Linked DNA regions of Mus musculus: region 1 is linked to region 2. Evidence: chromatin contacts called from public ChIA-PET data. All regions are on one chromosome and are shown on one strand. The core of a region is the stretch at or near the end of the contact, and the rest is flanking DNA. Distances in the headings are between cores, read along the strand shown.

The links. ChIA-PET counts read pairs in DNA pulled down with a chosen protein or histone mark.
Region 1: an SMC1A ChIA-PET map of the G1E-ER4 cell line shows a contact between it and region 2, with 5 read pairs. The contact joins two enhancer-like sites. A contact is called at or near these places in 1 of 39 promoter capture datasets (macrophages), 1 of 15 datasets of contacts at CTCF or cohesin (the G1E-ER4 cell line), 1 of 484 Hi-C or Micro-C datasets (macrophages) and 3 of 9 other capture datasets (adipose tissue, liver and pancreatic islet).

Annotation. Positions count from the first base shown.
Region 1 is chr10:30,750,440-30,757,214 of GRCm38.p6, forward strand. All of the region lies in intron 2 of Ncoa7 (nuclear receptor coactivator 7), which reads right to left. Among named protein-coding and RNA genes, the nearest start is that of Ncoa7, 49 kb to the right of the region's middle. Within about 2 kb of position 4,817, at least 62 of the 459 cell types and tissues checked have an H3K27ac peak or open chromatin away from gene starts, as enhancers often do. A contact at or near this core is called in the G1E-ER4 cell line, where this site is marked.
Region 2 is chr10:30,656,213-30,662,789 of GRCm38.p6, forward strand. It overlaps Ncoa7 (nuclear receptor coactivator 7), which reads right to left. Exons shown (of 16, transcript NM_172495.6): 11 at 6,082-6,229. Among named protein-coding and RNA genes, the nearest start is that of Hint3, 41 kb to the left of the region's middle. Within about 2 kb of position 4,974, at least 37 of the 459 cell types and tissues checked have an H3K27ac peak or open chromatin away from gene starts, as enhancers often do. A contact at or near this core is called in the G1E-ER4 cell line, where this site is marked.

The DNA of each region.
Region 1 (6,775 bases), core at 3,567-6,066, 94 kb after region 2:
CAGATCATATGAGGCATATTATAATAATTATGAAAGTTTCTGGAAACTAACAATTAAATCTTTAGAATTAAAATTCTGAGTTTAGAATTGTAAACTTAGCTACTAAAATTTTTAAATGAATTTCTCATAAGATACTACAATTGAAGTTTTCTACTATGGAGGAGGATTCTCTATTTTGACAATGTATCTGGAAGATACTATGAAGGTAGTAGTTAGGAGTCAAAGCTTCAATGTTGAACAAAGTAAGAAGAAGACCTAGCCATATTGCTTGCTAGCTAGCTGTGTGACTGTGGTAGTTACTGTGTGATCAAACTTGGCTCATTGCTTGTGAAGATGAGAAAGGCAATAACCAACTTCCTCAGGGAGATGTCCTGAAGACTTAGAACAGACATATTTTAAAAGCAACTAGCACTGTGAACAAGTAGCTACAGAGAACCTGCATACCACCAAGCTATACAACACATTACAGGCCCAAGATGGCCAGGCCATAAATGATCTTGTATGGCACATGCTCTGCTTGATGAACATTGATGCCATTACAGAGAGGCTAGTCTTCTAATCTTCCTGAGAGATTTCTCTGATGGAGGGTACCTGTTGGCCAACAAGCCTAATCTCATACCTCCTCCTCAATCCTAAAAACATCCTTCTCAGAATTCTATAATCTCCTTCATGGCATGGAAGGAATTTCTGGCTGCCCTTTTAGCCAAGGCTCCAAAAGAATTGCCCAGAATCTTGGACTCCACTAACATACAACAGGCTTTTCCCACCTGTACACAGGAGCTGCTTTTATTCATTCATTCATTAGTGGCAGTCAAGAGTGTGTGTGTCTGTATGTGGTCATGTGTGTGTGTGTGTGTGTGTGTGTGTGTGTGTGTGTGTGTATGGGGTCATGTGTAGTGTCTGTGTCCATGTGTGTGTATATAGTCATGTGTGTGTGTGTATGCAAGTGTTTATATAGTTATATATGTGCATGTATGTGTGTGGTCATATGAGTCATATGTGTGTGTCTGGGGTCATATGTGTCTTATGTAAGTGTATGCATGTGTGTGTGTGTGTGTCCCAGCTCTGGGATTACAAGTGCTTGCCACCATGCTTGGCTTTTCTTACTTGAACTCAGGTCCTTACACTTGCAAGTGAACACTCTGTCAGTGGAGCTATCTCTACAGTTTCCAAATGGACAGTCCTAATGGATGCTTTTTAGTCTTTACCATGTACACATGGTCAAGCTGCAGGATGTCAACTCAGGTTCAGTCTTCATCTTCATTTACTCTCTGCTGTAGCTTTCTAAACTGCTGAACCTTCCTTCCGCTTTGACACATTCTGCTTACGTGGTTGCTGTGACTCCTCCTCCTTTGGGCTCCTTCTGCTTCCCTTTTCTGTACGAGACCACTAAGTGCTGAAGTTCCAACTTGGTTCCTTACCCCCCAGTTCTATTCTATGCTGACTTATGCCCTCTGTATATATGATCACATCCCTCCCATGGTTGGGGCCAAGAACTCTTAAGCTTCCATGTCAGCCCAAACCCACCGGGTTTTCTCTCCAGCCTCCCACATCCAACTGTGAATTTAGTGGTCCCACTGGATATCTCACAAGCACCCCAAGTCTAGCACATGCCTACTTATATCATTAGATTCCTTCTCAAAACTGCAACTTTTATAGTTCCCTCTTATGGTTATTCCATACATCTAGCTATTCAGTCTAAACTTAATATGGCCGTGCAGCCTCGCATGACTGTCCTTACAAATCTCTTCTCTCTTGAATGTTCCTCCTCTAAAGCATTTGTTCAAGATGCCCTGACAGCCCTGCAAACACAGGAGGATGGTTTTTTATCACTTGTATGGCCTTTTCAGCTAAGCATTTCCCCTAGGCAAAGATCGCCTTTTCTCTGTCCAGAGCTCTCGTTCTAAATCCAAAGATTACCTGGAGAGTTCTTGATCACAATCAAATTATTAAACACTAATGACACATTTTGTCCCCTGTATAAAGAATATCACATGACATCTAAGTGTCATTTCTGTCCAGAGTTCTTCCTGGAACATGCCTCCTATGTAGAGTGCCTGCTGCCCTTCTAAGTACTTTTGATAATAGCCCATTACGTTCCCCACAGCAAGCACAATTTTAATGGTTAGTGCATTTGTGTTTTGCTTCGCCTAATGTCTCTATGGAAATTTAACTTCAGCAAGGAGCCTGTTTGCTTTGCTTGCCACTGTGCCCTCTGGGCACAACAAGTGCATACAAGTAGTGGAGACCTTTCACCTTGTAACACAGATGTTGCCACATTTCAAATCCAAACACTGTAGTATGCTAACAAACTCTCACATTGTTTGAGTCAAAGAACTAGAAGGAGTCTTACATAACTAAGTTGCATCAGATAACATAAACAGCAAATGATTTCTCCCGTGCATTAAAATAAACAGGATGAAGAAGGAAAGATTATATGTGTTAGGTTCATAACTCAATTGATCACTTCACAATTTCAATGATCTGTTAAAGATATTATAAACAGGGGCTAGAGAGATGGCTCCATGTTTAAGAGCATTGTTTCCCCCAGCACTCATATGGCACTCACAACCTCTCTAACTCCTGCTCCAGAGAATTTGATGCCCTATTTTGACGTCTACACATACTACACAGAGACATAACATATAAGCAAATACCCATACATAAACTAAAGATTTTATAAAAATATTATAAATATGTATATTTTATATATTATCTTAATATTTTAAATATTAAAATATATTCTTATAAAAATAACATTTTTGCATATATTTATAATGTATTCGCATATATTAATGTGTGTGTGTTGTTGTTTTTTAAGACAGGCCTTGTCTGTGTAACTCAGGCTATCCTAGAACTCACTCTGTATACCAGGCTGGCCTCCAACTTACAGAGATCTGCCTGCCTCTGCCTCATGGGTGTTGGGGTTAAAGGCATGTGCCACCACCCAGATATTATCTCATTTTTATACCTCAAATATACTCACTTTTAAATCTTTTTTCAGGTTTATCCTTTATATGCATGAGTCTTTTGCTTGCATGTATGAATGTGTACCATGTGCAAGTCTCATATCAGAAGAGAGTACTGGATGCTCTGAAACTGGAATTGCATTTGATTATAAGCAGTCAAGCTGACACTGAGAACGGAACTGAATCTTCTGCTAGAGCAGTGAGAGCAACAAGTGCTCGTAACCTCTGCGCTATCTCTGTAACTCCCCCTGCCCCCTCCATTACACCTACATCTAGAAAGAAAAAGTATCCAAGTTATATATATCTGCTGTTGTGGTTTTCAAATTTTCAATTCTCAGCCAGGGGTGGTGGCACACACCCTTAGTTCCAGCACTTGGGAGGAATAGGTAGGTGATCTGTGAGTTCAGGGCTATCTTGGTGTACATAGTGAGTTCCAGGTCAGCCAGGGCTATGTAGAGCGATCCTGTCTCAAAACAAGCAAACAAACAAAAATTAAATTCTCCTGTTATCTATTTTAAATTGTTGGGTCAACAGAGTTAAAGGAAATATTTGCCCTTAAAAGACAGACAGACAGACAAACAGAAAGAAAAAAGAAGAAAAAGGAAGAAAGAAAGAAAGAAAGAAAGAAAGAAAGAAAGAAAGAAAGAGAGAAAGAAAGAGAAAGAAAGAAAGAAAGGAAGGAAGGAAGGAAGGAAGGAAGGAAGGAAGGAAGGAAGGAGAGAGAAAATGGAGCCATTAAAATGGAGATTGTTTTCACCAGGGACCCCAGCAGCATCTGTTCAATTGCTTTCTGGAAACAATAATTCCATCAGCAGTCTGTTTCTCCGGCTGACGAAATTACCCTGAAACATCCCAGTACATCTGCCTCATATCACACGTTATGTAACATCTAAAACAAACCCCCTGTAGCTATAAAGTATAAAGTATATGTTCTGTGTGGTTGTCACAATCAACCCAGGCAGTCTCACATGTGCAGAAAATGAGGGGAATGAGAGCTGAGGTAAGTCATCCACAGCTGCTACTGGATGTAAAAGACTTCCTGTGTTCCAAAGGGGATCTATTTTGGTTCATTTCTGTCGCATACTATAGATGTATTCTATATGATTAAATGTATTTAAGTATCTTGTCAAATTATGTTTGCAAAAGCTAGAGTAATGATTCGTGGACATAATGTTTTTCTTTAGTTTAGAAAATATTTAAGACACAAATAAATCGTTTTTCAGTACCTCATAAATTCAAATGGTTACAACTTGTCCATCTACCTTACCAAGTGTTCTAATAAATAAAACTCTTAGAGACATTTGAAGTTTTTATTTATATAATCCATATGCATCTGAGGGCTTTGCATATCTAAACAACCTAGGTCACCATTCTCTGTACCTAAACACTTCCTATCTCATTGTACAGCCATTAAGCCATATTCCCCATCTCCCTAACTCCAAATCATCTATGACTTTTCTGCAAATAAAATCAGTTACATATGCAAGTAATAGAATTTATTGAGCAAAGACCCTTCCCTTCCCCTCAGCAGACACTAGATGCTGCCTTGCTTCAGAACAAACATAAAAGTTCCTCATTCAACTCACCCTCACCCCACCCCACCCCAAAACACTGAGATGGGTGCTTCCTGTTGCTGCCATCTTCAAATTTGCAAATCATGGACCAATCTGTCTCCTTAAACTTGGCCTGCTACATATTCCAGTTTAGTTTTGATTTAGGTGTGAGACGGAAAAAGTGAAAGCAGGCAGCCAGTGCTGCTGTGTGCTCAACAAGAGTGCACCACCAAGGACAGGGAGAGACCAGAGAACACCACACTAAATGAATTCTGCCAGACATTTCTTATCTGTGGCTCACACTCTTTATCTATCCATAAAGTCATGCACAAACAAAGGACAAAAATGGAGAAGTGAAACTGTGCGGGAGAGGCAGTTAACGGGAGGGGAAGGGCAAAGAAAAGAGGAGAGAATGTAATCAAAGAGTACTATTACTGACATGAAGATGTCTGATGGAACATTATATAATAGAAATGTAAAATACGGATAAGGCCCCTCAATGTGAGCCATGATCATCTTGTTCATGTAATCTCTATACTGAACTATAAACAAAGGAAAAGTGCCCCACAGCTAAAGACTGTCAGCACTTTCATGTCAGACGCAACTAAGCTGGAAGATCCTACACTGAATACACAGACAAAATAAACAAAAAGCGAATTGCTGTCAAACCACACAAAGACAAGGTCAGAAGACTCTGTTGTTGCTGTGTCAGGCAATTCTTTCAAAACCATAGCATCTCTAGTTTGTTCCAAAGTTCTTAAGTAAACCTTTAAATGAAAAAAAAAATCACAATATACAAATCTAGTACTTAAATACATTTAATTGTTTTATCATTTAATTAGTGATTCTTACTAATCCTTGTACTTTGAACTTAAAAGGTTCTATAAAATGCAAATCAACATGGATTCATAGTAGTCAAGTGTGGTAGAGAGGTCATATAAAAGGACTGAGAGACTTGCATCCAGAGCCAATCAGTTATGTGACCTTGAGCTAGTAGCATACCACATCTAAGGTGTAACACCTTTGTCAATAAGGATGATAACAGAAACTACTTCGTTGTGTTATTATGAGGCTATACAGAATGCAAATCAGTCTCTGTCAAATAGTAAATAATCTACAAACTATTATTTATAGCAAACAACTCACTCACAACTGATGAGTATGGCACATGGGGCTAGACTTTTGTAAGGAACCAAGCAACTTGAAAAGAACTAACTAAATAATACTTTACAAACAAGGCAGAGAAAAGAACAGCATTCCTGGATATACTCCAAGAATGACTGTGTCAAGGGTCCCAAGAGAGGTTTAGAATGGTCCTTTAGGCCCATAACACCCTCAAGATCCACTAAGAAGAAGAAAGAAACTGGAACAGCCTCAAGAGGTAAGGCCCCAACTCAGGATGAGTTTCAGAGTGATATACACATCACAGGCTATAACAAGAGCATGCTGAAGAATATAATATAGTAAGGTTTTGAAAAGGGAGCAAAGTTTAAGAAACAGAAATCAGGGGAAGAGATCAAAACAGTGGGGATAAGAGGGAGCCAACTGATGCTAAATCACAACTAGGACACAAGTGGGAGTTGTCTGGACCACATCAGCCAGGATGCTGGACCACAGTCAGCACTTAGGACATGAGGATGGTGGAAAGACCGATGCTTACACAAAGCTGAGGCAGAAGGATGGTAAGTTTGAGGCTAGTGTGGATTGTATGGAGGGAGTTTGAAGAAAAAAAAAAGAGGGGAAAAGAGATTTTTGCTAAAATCATCAGTGGTTGAGTTTCATGTGGGAGCTATGACGTTCCTCAGCTGAAGCACAAAGCTCCGGTCCACACCCCAATTTTACTTTAGTGAAACTCACTGTGTCGGCAATAGTGAAAAGTGGCAGATGTGTACGTGTCTTCCATGATATTTGCCGCTTGCAACAAAAGTACTCTAGACTGTGCTGCTTAAACTATTCCTTCATATGACTGACTAAAGTCTAGGTGCTGATCAATTTGACTCCTGCAGAGGGCCCTCTTCCTGGTTGATGGATGGGCACTTTCTTGTCCTGTACTCTCCTTAGCCCTATTACACAGCCTGATGACTTACAAGAGGTCCCTCCTATTGATACTGCGGAATCGAGCACTTAGTTTAGGAGTCTAGGAGGAGCAGCACAAATACTCAGTTCATAGTAAAGAAACAGAGTGATTTCGGGGCCACAGATAAAACATTCACACCAAGTTTAGACCTTAACCATTAAGATTTTAAGATTTAA
Region 2 (6,577 bases), core at 3,724-6,223:
TTTGACAGGGGTGGTAGCCAGGCTCACTCCGGCAACAGCAGTTTCTATGTGACTTTTAGAATTTGTTGGCATAAGTAACTTGAAAGAGTGGGAGCATTTCTAACTTATAGGAGGCAGTGAACAATGCCATCTTATGTGCAGTTTGACAAAACAAGTGGCAAGGTACAGTTTATCGTTTCACATTATGGGATGCATCTTAGTGACTGATAAAGTCCTCCACGGGGTTCTTTTTGATCGTCAGATCAGGTGACACAGGCTTGGAAAGAAATACAGATCTACAAGAGATCAATTTTCACCTGTTTTTCTGCTACTCTTCCACACCGCAGGGGACTCTCAGTCCCAGGGGCTGCTGAAGGTTCAGGGTCCTGGGGTAGGTTCTAAGTTATACTCTGGCAGATGAATGGACACAACACACCAGCCAGGCATGCACATACCTAACAACCCAGGGCTAAATCACTTGAATTCTGTTCCTGGGAGAAGCACCATTTTCAGTGCCTGGTATTTCATGATAGAACACATTAATTAAGTGTTTCCTGGATACTGGAGAGTGCCAACATTTATTAAGCACTTCCTGTATTCTGGGGCATGCCAGGTGAGTTGCCAGGAACAGGGACACAGCCCATAGTTTTCTATGGATGAGTGACAGAAGATGAAATTATAGCCAAACAAATGCCATGACATGCAATAAAGGAGCTGAATGTGTTCAAGGCTCAAAGAAGGGTTGGACACCTGGTGTGCCCAGAGAAGGCTTATTCACAAGGGAGTGGGTGGATCTATCTGTGAGCTGGGTGGGGAGATATGCCAGGTATAGGGTTGCAGCAAGGGGTACAGAGATGGATGCTCTAGGTTCCTGATGGCTGAAGAACAAAGAGCCCTAGAAGAAGAGATGAGAGACGTGGGTAAGATCTGAAAGAGTAAAGAACTTCAGTGTCTTGCTTGAATGGATCTTGTCTTATAGGAGAGTAGTTTTAAAACCTAGCTGTTTTTCAGATTCATCTTAGAGCTTTGAAAAATATAAATTCTAACATCCTTCCTATAGACTTACTAAACCAAAGTATCCTGAGGTAAGGGTCTAGGATTCTACTTTTTAGAAATCCAGAGGGCTGGAGCTATGGCTCAGTGTAAAAGGGTACTTCCATGAAAACATGAAGAGCTGAGTGTAGATGCCAACATCTGTAAAAGGCTAGGCACAGCCACTGGCAGGCTTGTAATCCCAGCACTGTAGAACATGGAAACAGAAGAATTGCTAGGACTGCCCAGCTGCCATCCTTGCTCAGTGTTCAGTAAAAGAAGCTGTCTCAAAGGAATAAGGTAGAGACTAATAAAGTAGGACACCAAACCTCCTCTTCTGACCTTCTCAAGCATGCACAGGGGCATTCACACTAACACATGTTTGTTAGCATATATCATACAGCATCCCTCACACACATACTTATACACATATACATGGAGAGAGACAACACCCTCCCTCGCCCTAAATCCAGTGATGGGCAAGGTGGTCAACCATTAATATAGGCCATGTGGGAGGGGGGTAGGAACATGATACTCCTAGCTTTAAGCCTCGGAGTACATGAATATACTTATGTATTTAAAAGATAAGTTAAATAGACAACACACACAATACATATATAAGACTTTTTAAGATTGAAGGAAATCTCAAAAATCACTCAATAGTGATGGGAAAAATATTACTAAAAATAATACCTATCATATATATTTTTTTAAAAAATTAACTATTGCCTATAGGACTAACTACAGATTTAAAAACAAAACAAAGCAAAAAACCAAACCTAAAAGCCACCAACAACATCAAAAGACAAACTGTAAATGAAGAAATATCTGCCAAACACAAAGAAAGTCTCTTTCATCACAAAAACTCAGTGGAGCGGAGAATTGCTAATATCCCTTTAGGACAGTGGTTGTCAACCTGTGGGTCACAAATCCTTTGGGGGCTAAGTATCAAATACCCCACATATCAGATATTTACATTTCCATTCATAACAATATAAGATTAGAGTTATGAATTAGCAATGGTTGGGAGTGACACCATAAGGAACTGTACTAAAGGGTTGCAGCACTAGGACGGTTGAGAATCACTGCTCTAAGAAAATGAACTATAGAAAAACAGAAGCAGCAAGAAACTCACAGGTGGCTAACTTGTGTATGACCATGTTTTTGGCAAATCAATATTCAAGTAAATGAAAATTAAATTATAGGATAACACTACCTACTTTTCTAATTAGCAAGCATTTTTAGGAGAAAGAAAAAGTATAATACTGATAATTCTTTTTGCTGGCAAGACCCAGTGGGAAATCTCTCACACTCATGGCAAGTTCAGTTGCTGACATAAAACTTAGGAATCACAGAAATCTACTGTCCTTGTCCCTCATAATTCCACATCCAGGAACTTCTCTAAATAATTAAGGTTGATAGGTGGAGTGGAAGACCTCATTTTTGAGAAATCATTAAACCAATATAATAACTCAAGTGGGAAACTGTTAAATAAATTTTAACAGGTATAAAAATACTAGCAACTAGTTGGAGGATGATGGTTTATATCTATAATTACAGCACTTGGGAGCCTGTAGCAGGAAGTTTGAGGCTAGCCTAACTTATAGACTGAGTATAGACCTATTAAAACAAGCAAGCAAACAAGCAAACAGACAAACAAAAGAAAACACTAAAAACTAAGGTTTCAAAAACTTGTAACAATTCTAAGATTATGTCAGGTGGGAAAAGCCATATGCCAACTACATAGAACAGAATCTTTGTGTAGAGTAAAAAAGGGACCCCATGTGCCCAAACAAAATAGAAAATAAAGTCCAAAGACATGTATGAAAGGCACAAGTATGGTTAGATATTTATTTTTTAATGTCTGCACTCTACTTGCTAAGTTTTTTTCTGACATGCATTTTTCTTATGAAATGGAGACATAGTTGTGTTTGAAGGCCTTGAGTACAGGTGAGGGTGGGTTGATAGGTGGAGTGGGTTGAGACTGGAGTCCAAGTGAGGTGCAGATATCCTGGTGGAATAAGGAGGTTCTGGCACGGGAGAGGGGTGCAAGGCCCTTCAACATTTAAGTCAATGGGATTCTGGTCAGAGATAAAGAAAGAGAAGGGTCTGGTATTATACCTGGATTTGTGGCTTAGATACCACTAAGATATAAAAAAAAAAAATGAGCAGAAACAAAAATGTTGAAAGATAATGAGTTATTCTGGGTCTCCTGAAGATTACAACCCATTAACTCCTAAGGAGGTTGACAATTCTCCTTCACAGCATGAAGCTGAGGCACAGGGGTGCCTATCATAACGCTTCTGAGCATTACTTGTTCCGAATGAGGGAACATGGAGCCTTCTCCTCAGCTGGGCACTGTTTCCCTTATGGACAGACAGACATAAAGGAGCTACCCACTAACTTACGCCAGCTGTCCTTTCTTTCCCCAGATCAACAGCTTTGGTATGGGCAAATGTTGGAAGCTGGCTCTTAGCAGAAAGTGGCTATCATCTCTGCAGCCATCCCGGGCTATTTACTTACAGGTGGTACTTTTCCACCCTGACGAGAGACTTGCTTTCCTAGCATGATGTTTTTGCAAGAAGCCCACCACAGCTGAACACACTCTGATAACATCTTGTTTTTCTCCTCTACATCCTGGACCTATGGTTAAGTGTCTCCAGCTGCACTCCCCAGCGAGTGCATATATACCTATAGTTACTTTTCAATAAACGAGCCTCCAACCTCAAGCTGATAGGCTGTGTTGTCTCCATTCTTCGAGTCTCTTGCCCATCAGTCCCCACTCTCTCTCTTGCAGACCCTGTTCACTGACCCGTGAAATGGGTCAGGCAAAGAAGTCCCAAAGAAGCCTCTCCTCTCCTCCTTCAACCAAGGTCAAGATACAGTCTTCCAAAGAGTTTTCACTCTTTCACTTTCCTCAATGGCTTTGGGGTTAACTGGCCAAACTCTTCTGCCGCTAGACCCTTGAGGGGACCTATATCATTCTTCACACCTCCTTCACCCCTTGTCTTTGGGTGTGCAGTGTGGCTCCTTCTCCACCTCCAGCTGACAATAGATGAAATCTGAATCCCAAATGAATGGAGAAAGGGAAGAAAATGTTTTCAACAAAATGGTGCCTTTGGCTCAAGATATTCAGGTCTAGTCAGGAAAAGGTTAAGTAACCATCATGGGCCTAAATTTTCTTTCCAGAGCTCTGTATTGGGTGAAAGACTATAGCCTCACTAAGAAAATTACGTTTTCCTGATAGAGCATCCCCTTTGATATTATTTACCAGAAGTAAAGTCAAGATGGGATATCCTCATGTTTCTTAGAGTCTGCTGGGCCTATGAGGCATCTGTGAGCTCTATCATAGCATCTTGTAGGAAAGAGGAACATGAATAGTTAACTAAAAATAGGTGGTAAGTATGGGGTATATGGGGGCTTTGGTGCAATGTACACTGCAGGGAATAGGGCAATTGAGAAGCTGAATATAATGACATGATGCAGTTTTTATCCAAAAGGTAGGTGGCAACAGAGAGCAGAGCAGCAGGAAAAGTGAAGACGAAGGGAAGGAAGCTGGGGATAGCTCAGTGAGTATATGGCTTGCCTTGTGTAAAATGCTTGCCTTATAGGCATGAGGATCTGAGTGAGTCAAATTCCCAGACGCCATAGGAGTACAAAAGCTATGGATGGTGGTGCACAAGAGTCGGAGCCAGGAGAACCTGGAGAGTTAGACCGCCACCCTAGCCTCTTTGGCTACTTTCAAACCAAGGAAAGACCCCTAAATGGGAGAGGGGAAGGTGCGTGCTAACTGTAGAATAAAGTACATACACACACACACACACACACACACACACACACACACACACACACACACGAATAAAGGAGATGAGATGTTTCTTCCCCTTTTCTCCTAAAAAGGCAACAAAATATCATATGCTTGTGAAAGATAAGGAACCACACAGGAAGGAGAAAGCATTTAAACACACAAAAGATAGCCATGGCTGATAAGCCAGAAGGCAGCCTGAGAGATGAAAAGAGTCTCTTCTCTCTGAGACAGAAACTAAGATTGTAATAATTGATCATTTAAAAATGCAGGAGAGGGAGGATCAGAAAATAAATTTGTGTAATTCTGTCTTTGTCATAAACTGGAGGGAGGCCCAATGCTAGGATGCATGGATGCTGAAATGGGCTAGGGAGCATAAAGTGACCCGTGAGAGGTTCCAACAAGGAAAGATTTCTAGTTATGACTGAGGAGCCGGATGAATTCGGAAACTACCCCTTTATCTTGGTACCGTTCTGCTTGTTTTGTGGTATTTGCTTCGTTTTGTCCTTTGAGATGAGGCCTAGCCTATACTGCTTAGGTTGATCTCAAACTCTTGGATTCAAAAGATCCTTCTGTCTTTGCCCATGGAATAGCAAGAGAACAGGTATGTGCCACCATGACTGGCTTCAGTTGTTAGGTTTCCTATAGCAATGCTTGACTGCCTAGGATCAGAGCTAATATGAGGATACACTCTTCAGGAATACAATGGTCCAGATGGGTATAAAGGATGGAAGAAGCTCTAAGCAACTTACCCTGATAACTGGTAGTGGGATGTCTTTGAATGCATTCACCATCTACCTAGGAGAATAAAACTGCTTCAAGGGATTCAAGATAGGAACAGAGTAAGACAGAGTCAAGGGACCAGATTCCAGAGACATCCATGAAAATATAGAACAGGCTTAGAGGCAGGAAGGTGTGACAGATTCATCTCCTGTCTCAGTCCTATAAGCTTATTAGACACAGAGATATTTCTTATCCATCTTTATACCACTAGGGTCCCCAAGCAAAGAGATACTTGATATATCATGGTCTAATTTGAAAGGGAACTCAGGGTCAGCAAGCTGTAACTGCCAGTCAAATCAAGCTAGTCACTCTTATATGGCACAGGAGACAAAGATTCAAAATGTATCCTAAATACATTAGAAAAATAAAAGAATAGTATCAGCTATTAATAATTTTTGGAATGTGAACACAAGGCCGTTTCCGCTGCTTTGGCATTTCAGGGTCCAGGACAGCCTCTTCTCTTTAACAGTCTAGGTGTTTACCTCCCAGCTCTTGGTGGTCGGCTCACTGAAGAAATTGTCGATCATGTTCAGCTCTTCCTTCTCCACCACCACAAAGCCTTGCTCCTTGGCATCTTTCCCATAGACATCAGGAGACCACTGAACAAAGAAGGTGTACAAGTGATCCACCCTGGAAAACAAGTTCGTGATGCAAGTGAACAATTGAGCCCATGTTCCTTCCTGGCAGGCAGCAAGAGCGCCTGGAGTACCTGCAACAACCTTTTGCCCGCTTGGCAAACTGTTTTACTGAGGAGGAAATTCCCCACCGTCAAGGTTACCTTTGTGAGTGGCTTCCAAACTCAGAAAATAGGAACCCCCAAAACAATACAAAAGCCCACAAGGAACAATCACTACTGAAACTGCCTCAATCTGAAAGAAAGATCAAGAGATAGGGCAGAATATGAAAAATCCCCAGTGAAATAGTACACCAAATGTTTCCTCTTCAGGGGACTTTCACTTATTGGATACATACTGTCAG